3 separate regions of the Sus scrofa genome follow, and all the other regions are linked to region 1. Evidence: chromatin contacts called from public HiChIP or PLAC-seq data. All regions are on one chromosome and are shown on one strand. The core of a region is the stretch at or near the end of the contact, and the rest is flanking DNA. Distances in the headings are between cores, read along the strand shown. Region 1 overlaps HIVEP1 (zinc finger protein 40). Region 2 has its middle 37 kb from the start of EDN1. Region 3 has its middle 57 kb from the start of EDN1.

Region 1 (2,645 bases), core at 76-2,575:
TGAACTGGAGCTGCAGCTGTAGACTACACAAAGCCATAGCAGTGCCAGATCCTTGCATGCATCTGTGACCTACACTGTAGCCTCTGGCAATGCCAGATCCTTAACTCACTGAGCAAGATGAGGATGGAACCCACATCCTCATGGACACTATGTTGGGTTCTTTACCCACTCAGCCACAATGGGAACTCCTCACTTTTCCTTAGTATGTATGTATGTATGTATGTATGTATGCATGTCTTTTTAGGACTGCACTCTTCGCATAGGGAGGTTCCCTGGCTAGGGGTCAAATCGGAGCTGTAGCTGCTGGTCTATACCACAGACACAGCAACATGGGATCCAAACTATGTCTGTGACCTACACCACAGCTCAAGGCAACACCAGATCCTTAACCCACTGAGCGAGGCCAGGGATTGAACCCCGGTCCTCATGGATACTAGTCGGGCTTAATAACCACTGAGCCATGACAGGAACTCCCACTTTTCCGTATCTTTTAAAAAGCAACTCGATTTTCAGCCAACTCACTGGGTATCTATGAGCAGTCGAGCAGAAGCTTTCCAAAATGCATTGTGCAACCTGATGTACACAAGGCCCAGGGTCGTGCCTGCCACAGGGGGACACTCACAACACTTCCAGAGGAAATGCAGCAATCACAAAATGAGACATCAATAAATCCTCTCCCTCAACACAACTTTTAAAGCGAGACAAAACTGCAAACAAACAAACGAAAAATGCTTCAGCACTCTGGAGGTCAGTGAAAGCCATACACAGAAATGTGTCTTCATGAAAAGCACCAAACTTCATTTAAGACCAGCACGGCACATGCCCACAGCCTTTCCGCTCTGGGCTATTCAGGTCCCCTCACCCTCAGCTCCATCAGTTTAACTGAGGGGGCTCAGCTGAGAAAGCCAACAGCTTCACTGCCACTGCCAGGCTGGACTCACTAGATCCAGGCTGCTGTCAGTTAAAGAGGCAATCCCATTAGTGGGAGAACACAGGCCTAGGGCCCTACTAGCCTGAGGATAAGGTCATGGTGGGTCAAGCAAGAGACCAGATCAGCCAGGAGTTCTGGGAGGTGAGACAGCTCTCCATGGATATCCCAGGCTAACCAGAGATTCTGCACACACATCAGAGATGCCAGAGTGGATTCACATGCCTCTCCCCCAACATCCCTTGCTGGCATTGGCACACACAAAGATGTGAGGGGGGCCAGCTGAAAGTAAAAGGCAAGGCAGACACAATAATTGCCTGAAATGTGAATGTCCTCCCCGGCCCTACATGAATCCACCAGCAGAGAGCAAAAGCTCTACTGACTGTGTCAACATCTGATTAGTCTTTGGCTGAACACAAAATTATGTCGCAACAAGGGTAACCACTGGGAAGCTAGGCTTAAAAGTAACAACAACAACAAAAAGAGACAAAAAACAAGTTGAACAAGAGACATCAGCAGCCAAGCAATATGGGAGCGACAGCCTTCACAGACTGACTCTGGGAAAGTTACTAAACAAACAACAGAAATGACAATTCTTGAGCAGACAAGAATCAGAATCCAGAGTTGCTACAAACTATTGCCTGAAATGTAAGAAGGTCTACAAAAAACTTGGAGACATGAAAATAAACAAGAGAGCATGACCCATACTCAGGAGGGAAAAAGGCAGTCAATAGAAACTATCCCTAGAATTCCCAAATGTTGGAATTTACAGGACAAGACTTCAGACACACACACACACACATCGGAAGAACTGAAGGAAATCATGTTCAAAGAATTAAAGTATGACAATAACTCAACAAATAGAGAATCTCAACAAGAGATAGAAATTGCAAAAAAGAACCAAATGGAAACTGGCATTGGTAAGTACAGTAAATGGAAAGAAAAATCTACTAGAGGGACTCAACAGCAAATGTGAACTGGCATAAGAAAAAACTGGGACAACTGAGAATAGCTCAAAGGAAATTAACCAACCTGAGGAACAAAGAAATAAGATCAAAGAAAAATAAACAGAACCTCCGAGACCTGTGAAACAACATCTAGCTTACCAACATATATGTAAGGGGAGAAGAGAAAAGGGTGGAAAAAAATATGTGAAGAAACAATGGCCTAAAATGTCCCCAATTTGATAAAAAAGACAAACTCACTGATCTCCATATCTAAGAACTCCAAACAGGATAAACACAATGAGATCCAAATCTAAACTCAGTGCTCAAGCTGCAGAAGGCCAAAAACAAAGAGGAAAAACTTGAAAACGGCACGCAAAAACCAACCCATCATGCAGAGAAACACGTGACTTCTCATCAGAAACAATCGAGGACCAAGGGCAATGGGATATGCAGAGTGCTGGGGGGAAGGGGAGCTACCAGCCAAGAATTCTACAACCAGAAAACCCTCTTCAAAACTGAACGAGAAAAAAAAGACACCCCATGACCTTTTGAAAAGATAAATTTATTGACAGAAGATATGCCTTACAAAAATGCTACATGAAGGAGTTCCTTTGTGGCTCAGTTAGTGACCCGGCATTGTCACTGCTGTGGCTCGGGTTGCTGCTGTGGCACAGGTTCAGTCTCTGGCCCGGGAACTTCCACACGCTGTGTGCACAGCCAAAAAAAAGAAGAAAAAAATGCTATACGAAGTCCCTTAGGTTGAATGGAAA
Region 2 (2,645 bases), core at 55-2,554, 180 kb before region 1:
TGAGCAAAGCAAAACCCATTAGATGTTAAAGCTCAGGGATAACCTTCTTGGAGTTCTGTTGTGACACAGTGGAAGAGAATCCAACTAGCATCCATGAGGATGCGGATTTGATCCCTGGCCTTGCCCAGTGGTTCGGGAATCCGGCATTGCCATGAGCTATGGTATAGTTTGTCATTGAGGCTCGGATCCTATGTTGCTGTGGCTGTGGTTTAGGCCAGCAGCTGCAGCTCCAATTCGACCCCTGGCCAGAGAAATTCCATATGCCACAGGTACAGCCCTAAAAACCAAAGGGGAAAAAAAAAAATAAGAAGAATCCTCTCTTGGAGGCCCAGTGTGGCTCGGTGGGTTAAGACCAAAACATGGTGTCCATGAGGATGTGGGTTCGGTTCGATCCGATCCCTGGCCTCTCTTGGTGGGTTAAGGATCGAGCATGGCCAGAAGCTGTCATGTAGGTTGCAGACGTAGCTCAGATCTGGTGCTGTGGCTGTGGTGTAGGCCAGCAGCTGTAGCTCTGATTCGACCCCTAGCCTGGGAATTTCCATATGCCATGGGTGCAGCTCTAAAAAGAAAAAAAAAGAATAATCTTCTCTGACCTGGTGCTCATCCTCTCGGGCCTCCTGGGACAGCAGTGTCATCACAATGGGCCTAGGTCGCGGCCCTGCCCAAGAGGCAGGCCCTGGCCTGCTAATGAGAACCTTTGAAACCAAAGAGGAACCAGCCCTGCTCCCTAGGCTTCTGTGATAATCCTGATGGCCTCTGAGTCACCTTTGGCACCATTCTTCCCTTTTCTTGAAGGATAAATCAAGTTTACAATTGGATAGCTCTATTGTCCAGTCTATAGAATCCCAGAGGCCTGACTGCCTCACTCTTCTATGTTCCCTGTTCCATTTGGTCCCAGCTGGCAAGGTTTCTGGTGGTATAATCCCATCTCCATCCTGGTTTCTGGGAAAATGGCTCATTAAATTCGTGGTTTACACCCCTCCTGATCCCCTTATCAAATGAATAAGAACACCTTTCGTGATCTCTTCAGTGTGCCTTCTTCAATTTTGCAAAATGGATAGGCTGAGAATTGTCCACATCGTCAAGCTCTGGTTCCTTTTTGTTTAACAATTCCTTCAATTTCCTCTGTCCTCTTGCATTTTGCTGTAGGCAGTAAGGAGCTCGTAAGCTATGTCTTCAACTGTGCTTAGAACTCTCCTCGGCTAAATATCCAGTTACGTCACTCCCAAGGTCTAAGTTACACAAAACATGAAAACAGAATTCAGCCAAGTTCTTTGCCGCTTTGTCACGAGGCTTGCCTTTCTTCCAGTTTTTGATGCTCTGTTCCTCATTTCTCTCTGAAACTTCATTAGAACGTCCTGCAGGGTCCATAGTTCCACCACCATTCTGTTCATGGTGAAATATGTGTTCCCTAAGATGACAGAGGCTTTCTCTCTAGCCCCCTTGCCCCTTTTCCTTCTGAGCCCTCATCAAAATTGCTTCAATGTCTACATTTCTATCCATAGTCCTTTCGAGGCAACCGAAGCGTTTTCTACCGTGCACCTCAAAACTCTTCTAGACCTCACCCTGCACCCCGTGCCAAAGCCACTTCCACATTTTTAAGCCTTTGTAATAGAAGCACCTCATTCTCTGTACCAACACTTGTCTTTGGTTGCCGTAACAAAATACCACAAACTGGGTTGCTTAGCAGAAATGTGTTTTCTCATAGTTCAGGAGTCTAGATTCCACTTTCTGGTTGCAGATGGCTGCCTTCTTGCTCCACCCACATGCCGCCTTCCCTCTGGGGCCCCCAGGGGTGGGGGCTGGAGTGGGGAGAGAAAGAGCCCTGGTGCCTTCTCCTCTTCTTAGAAGGACAAGTTGTGTAGGAGAACTAAGGCTTCACTCTTACGGCTTCATTTAACCTTGATCACTCCTTATAGACCCATCTCCAAACACGGTCCCATCAAGGCTTAGGGCTTCCACACGTGAATTTAAGGGTTACAGCATTCAATCCATAAGACATGTACAAACAGGAATTCTTCATGAGAATGCTTCTAAAGTTCTCCTTTTTTGCTATAATCCTGGTATTTATTATCGTCCCTTGCTTTAACTCCCTTGAAATTTCCTAGACCAATGCAATTCCCACTTCCAGGAACAGTCATCCTGTGTTGCATGAAAATGTGTTATGAATGTATAAGACTAGCCCTCTTGGGGACCAACATTTGCTGTTCAGCCACAGTGTTTACATACGCCGTCTGCTGGGCAGTGGTTTAGATCCACATGAGGAGATGGGCTCCCAGAAAACAAGAAGATGCTGTGGCCTGGAAAGGGATCCCTGCAACCCAGCCAGGGCAGAACCCTGCACACCACAGAAACAGGGGTCTAGAACATGGCCCGCTACTAGGGTCAGCTCTGAGAAGTATGAGAAAAACATCAGTACCGTGCTTTTACGGTGGACAGGACATTTCCAAAAAGTCATTTAATTACCTCATGTTTATTGAGCACCTGCTTTGCACTGCTCTAGATTCTATTCAGATGCAAATAAATAACACCGAACAGTGTTACATAATAGCAATTGACTTACAAAGATCTTGTAAAGCAGACAGAGTAAGTAGTATTATCCCCAGCTGGAATCGGAAAAACGGAGTTGGAGAGAAGTTAGCATA
Region 3 (2,645 bases), core at 81-2,580, 160 kb before region 1:
AAATGATTCTCTGCCCTTGTCAGACTCTACAACGGGAGGCAACTCTGCCAAGAGAGGGGAGGAAGGCGTGGCTTTTGATGGGAAGCTGTAGCAAATTCCAGAGCTGTATTTTATTACAGCACCTTCTGCACACACTCCTGCCATCCACAGAGGATAAATGAGCATCTCGGAGCTGGAGACGACCAAGAACCAGAGTGATGTTAGCCTAGACTCACCTCGCTAGAGAAAGGCACAGAATAGCTTGGTTAAACTAAATCCACACTCGCCTAAATCAATCTTTTTTTTTTTTTTTTTTCTGCACGACTTAGAAACTTTGTTCATAAATCTATCCCTAAGCATACTCATAGGTGATGTGAATCATTGATGCAGTGCTTGCAATATGCCATCCCGGAAGGAGCCATGATCCTGGGCGGGGCTAGGCTTACCTGCACCCTGTGTCTACCTGGGGGCTTTCAGACAACTCTCCTTGGACTCCTGCCTTGCCATTTGGCCACCCGCATGCACACATGTGTGCCAGCCACCCTTTCCCCTTTCTACCTGCCAGGGTGCTGGTGTAAGAGGATTCTACCTGGACGACTGTGCCCTTTGCAGTTGTTATTATTAAAGATGAATCTTTCCTCTTTCTCAGACCAGGAGCAGAATGTTACCTCTTCACGGCTTCATTCTTTCATCACCTCAGAACTGTTCCAGGTTTGTCCCTCCCCCATGAGGGCGCTAGGTCGGAGTTCCCAGTTGCTGTTTGCACAGGAGAGAGAGGCAGGCAGGCAGGCGCCCCCCAGATACTGGTTATTTTCTGTTTCTTTCTCATGCTTATTGGCACATGCTAATGACCCTGCCAGACCCCCAGGCGATGACAAATCTGGAGTGCTACCCTCTTGCCCACTAAGATGGAGTGGTGTGTAGCCATCAGCCTCTTCTGTTCTCATCACAGACTCTGCCTATTGTATTCTCAACTCCCTCTATCAAATCCCTGCTCAGGCTGCTCTCCTGTGAGAGCAGGGTTTACGGCTGTCTCTGCGGCTGACGGTGCGGTTTGGTGACTCCAACTGCAAGAGGGGCTTATTGTTAAGTAGAACAGACTTCACTCCGGAGACTGATTTGCCAAATGTCCAGTGGAAGGTGTAGGGAGACGGGAAGAGAGGCAGCGAGGTTGGGGGGGAAGGGGGAGAAGGAACGGAGAGGAGAATTTCTACTAAACCCTTCAGTGAAGGGAAAGATGAATTGGAGACTCTCATGCTATGTCTTTAATGTTGCAAAGTCATTGTCTGCTCTCCTGCTCTCAATCCCAGCTCGCTGCACCGCCACTTGCAGCTTTATTGTGCCAAACTCCACCTGACGCCTCACCCCTCCCCGCTCCGTGATTGTGATTCTGGAGGCTGGTGTGAATGACGAAACGAGGGTAGGAGGAAGGAAAGAGAAACTGGGAGAGAGGCAGATGGAAAAGGGAAAATGAAAGACGGGTATCAAAAAATACAGTCATGACACCATTACCCCATTACACTGAAAAGCATGCGAAACTGAAAGCTATCGTGTAGAGGGATCTACAAATGAAAGAATAAAGACATGAGGGGAAAGACAGGCACGGAGCCGAGAGCCTTTATCCAGGGGCTGCGGTTAGAGAGGCTACATTGTGGGGTTCAATGCTATTTCACACCTTCACCTGGGAGATAAAAACAGGAGTGTTGTATTTTTTTCATTATATATGCATGCATATAAAATTTGTTTTTGACGTCCACATCATGATATTTTGCTGCATGAAGGAAAGATAATTTTTTAAATAGAGAAGAGGATGGTGAGGGTACGAACGGAATGGATGATGGAGGCGCAAAACCCCACAAAGACCGTGATTATGGGGGCTACCTAACTCCATCGCATGGATGCATCACAACTTACTTAACTAATCTAATATCCAAGAAGTTAAACTCCTTCTCTCTCTCTCTCTCTCTTTTTTTTTTTTTTTGGTTATAAATAACAACACAATGAAAAATGTATTTTCCTCAAATAGTTTCCATAGGAGAGATTCCTAGAGGTGAATGATGAAACCAAGAATATAAACATTTTCATGAAACTTAATTCCAATTGCCCTGTGTCTAACAGATAGAGATAATGCGTAGGAGTTGATTACTTTCTTTCTTTTTTTTTTTTTTTTTGGTTTTTTTAGAGCCACGCAGGAGGCATATGGAGGTTCCCAGGTTGAATCAGAGCTACAACTGCCAGACACAGCCACAGCCACAGCCATGCCAGATCCGAGCCACATCTGCAACCTGCACCACAGCTCATGGCGACGCCAGATCCTTGGTCCACTGAGCAAGGCCAGGGATTGAACCTGTGTCCTCATGGATACTAATCGGGTTTGTAAACTACTGAGCCATGATGGGAACTCCAGGAGTTGACTGCTTTCTGTTTGCCTCCTCCTTCCCAGCCCTGACCCTAAGATGGACTCTTTTTCTGCTCTGCTTTATGTCCTAGAAAGTTCACCAGTAAGAACTTCATTATACCACCTGAGATTTTTTTGTATATGTGAAATGTTTCATGACGTATTTTTAAATAATAATGAAATATCATTAAGACAACAAAGGCCAATGGATTGGCAGCATCTCCTTTTGTGAGTCGTGGAAGCTCAGAATTCGTGTGTGAACTGGAGC

What was found. HiChIP or PLAC-seq counts read pairs in DNA pulled down with a chosen protein or histone mark.
Region 2: a contact with region 1 is called in an H3K27ac HiChIP or PLAC-seq map of alveolar macrophages. The contact joins two enhancer-like sites. A contact is called at or near these places in 1 of 47 Hi-C or Micro-C datasets (embryonic fibroblasts) and 1 of 2 datasets of contacts at active chromatin or transcription factors (alveolar macrophages).
Region 3: a contact with region 1 is called in an H3K27ac HiChIP or PLAC-seq map of alveolar macrophages. The contact joins two enhancer-like sites. A contact is called at or near these places in 1 of 47 Hi-C or Micro-C datasets (embryonic fibroblasts) and 1 of 2 datasets of contacts at active chromatin or transcription factors (alveolar macrophages).

Annotation. Positions count from the first base shown.
Region 1 is chr7:8,537,056-8,539,700 of Sscrofa11.1, reverse strand. All of the region lies in intron 2 of HIVEP1 (zinc finger protein 40), which reads right to left. Among named protein-coding and RNA genes, the nearest start is that of HIVEP1, 23 kb to the right of the region's middle. Within about 2 kb of position 1,325, at least 15 of the 83 cell types and tissues checked have an H3K27ac peak or open chromatin away from gene starts, as enhancers often do. A contact at or near this core is called in alveolar macrophages, where this site is marked.
Region 2 is chr7:8,713,725-8,716,369 of Sscrofa11.1, reverse strand. No RefSeq gene overlaps it. Among named protein-coding and RNA genes, the nearest start is that of EDN1, 37 kb to the left of the region's middle. Within about 2 kb of position 1,304, at least 8 of the 83 cell types and tissues checked have an H3K27ac peak or open chromatin away from gene starts, as enhancers often do. A contact at or near this core is called in alveolar macrophages, where this site is marked.
Region 3 is chr7:8,693,591-8,696,235 of Sscrofa11.1, reverse strand. No RefSeq gene overlaps it. Among named protein-coding and RNA genes, the nearest start is that of EDN1, 57 kb to the left of the region's middle. Within about 2 kb of position 1,330, at least 18 of the 83 cell types and tissues checked have an H3K27ac peak or open chromatin away from gene starts, as enhancers often do. A contact at or near this core is called in alveolar macrophages, where this site is marked.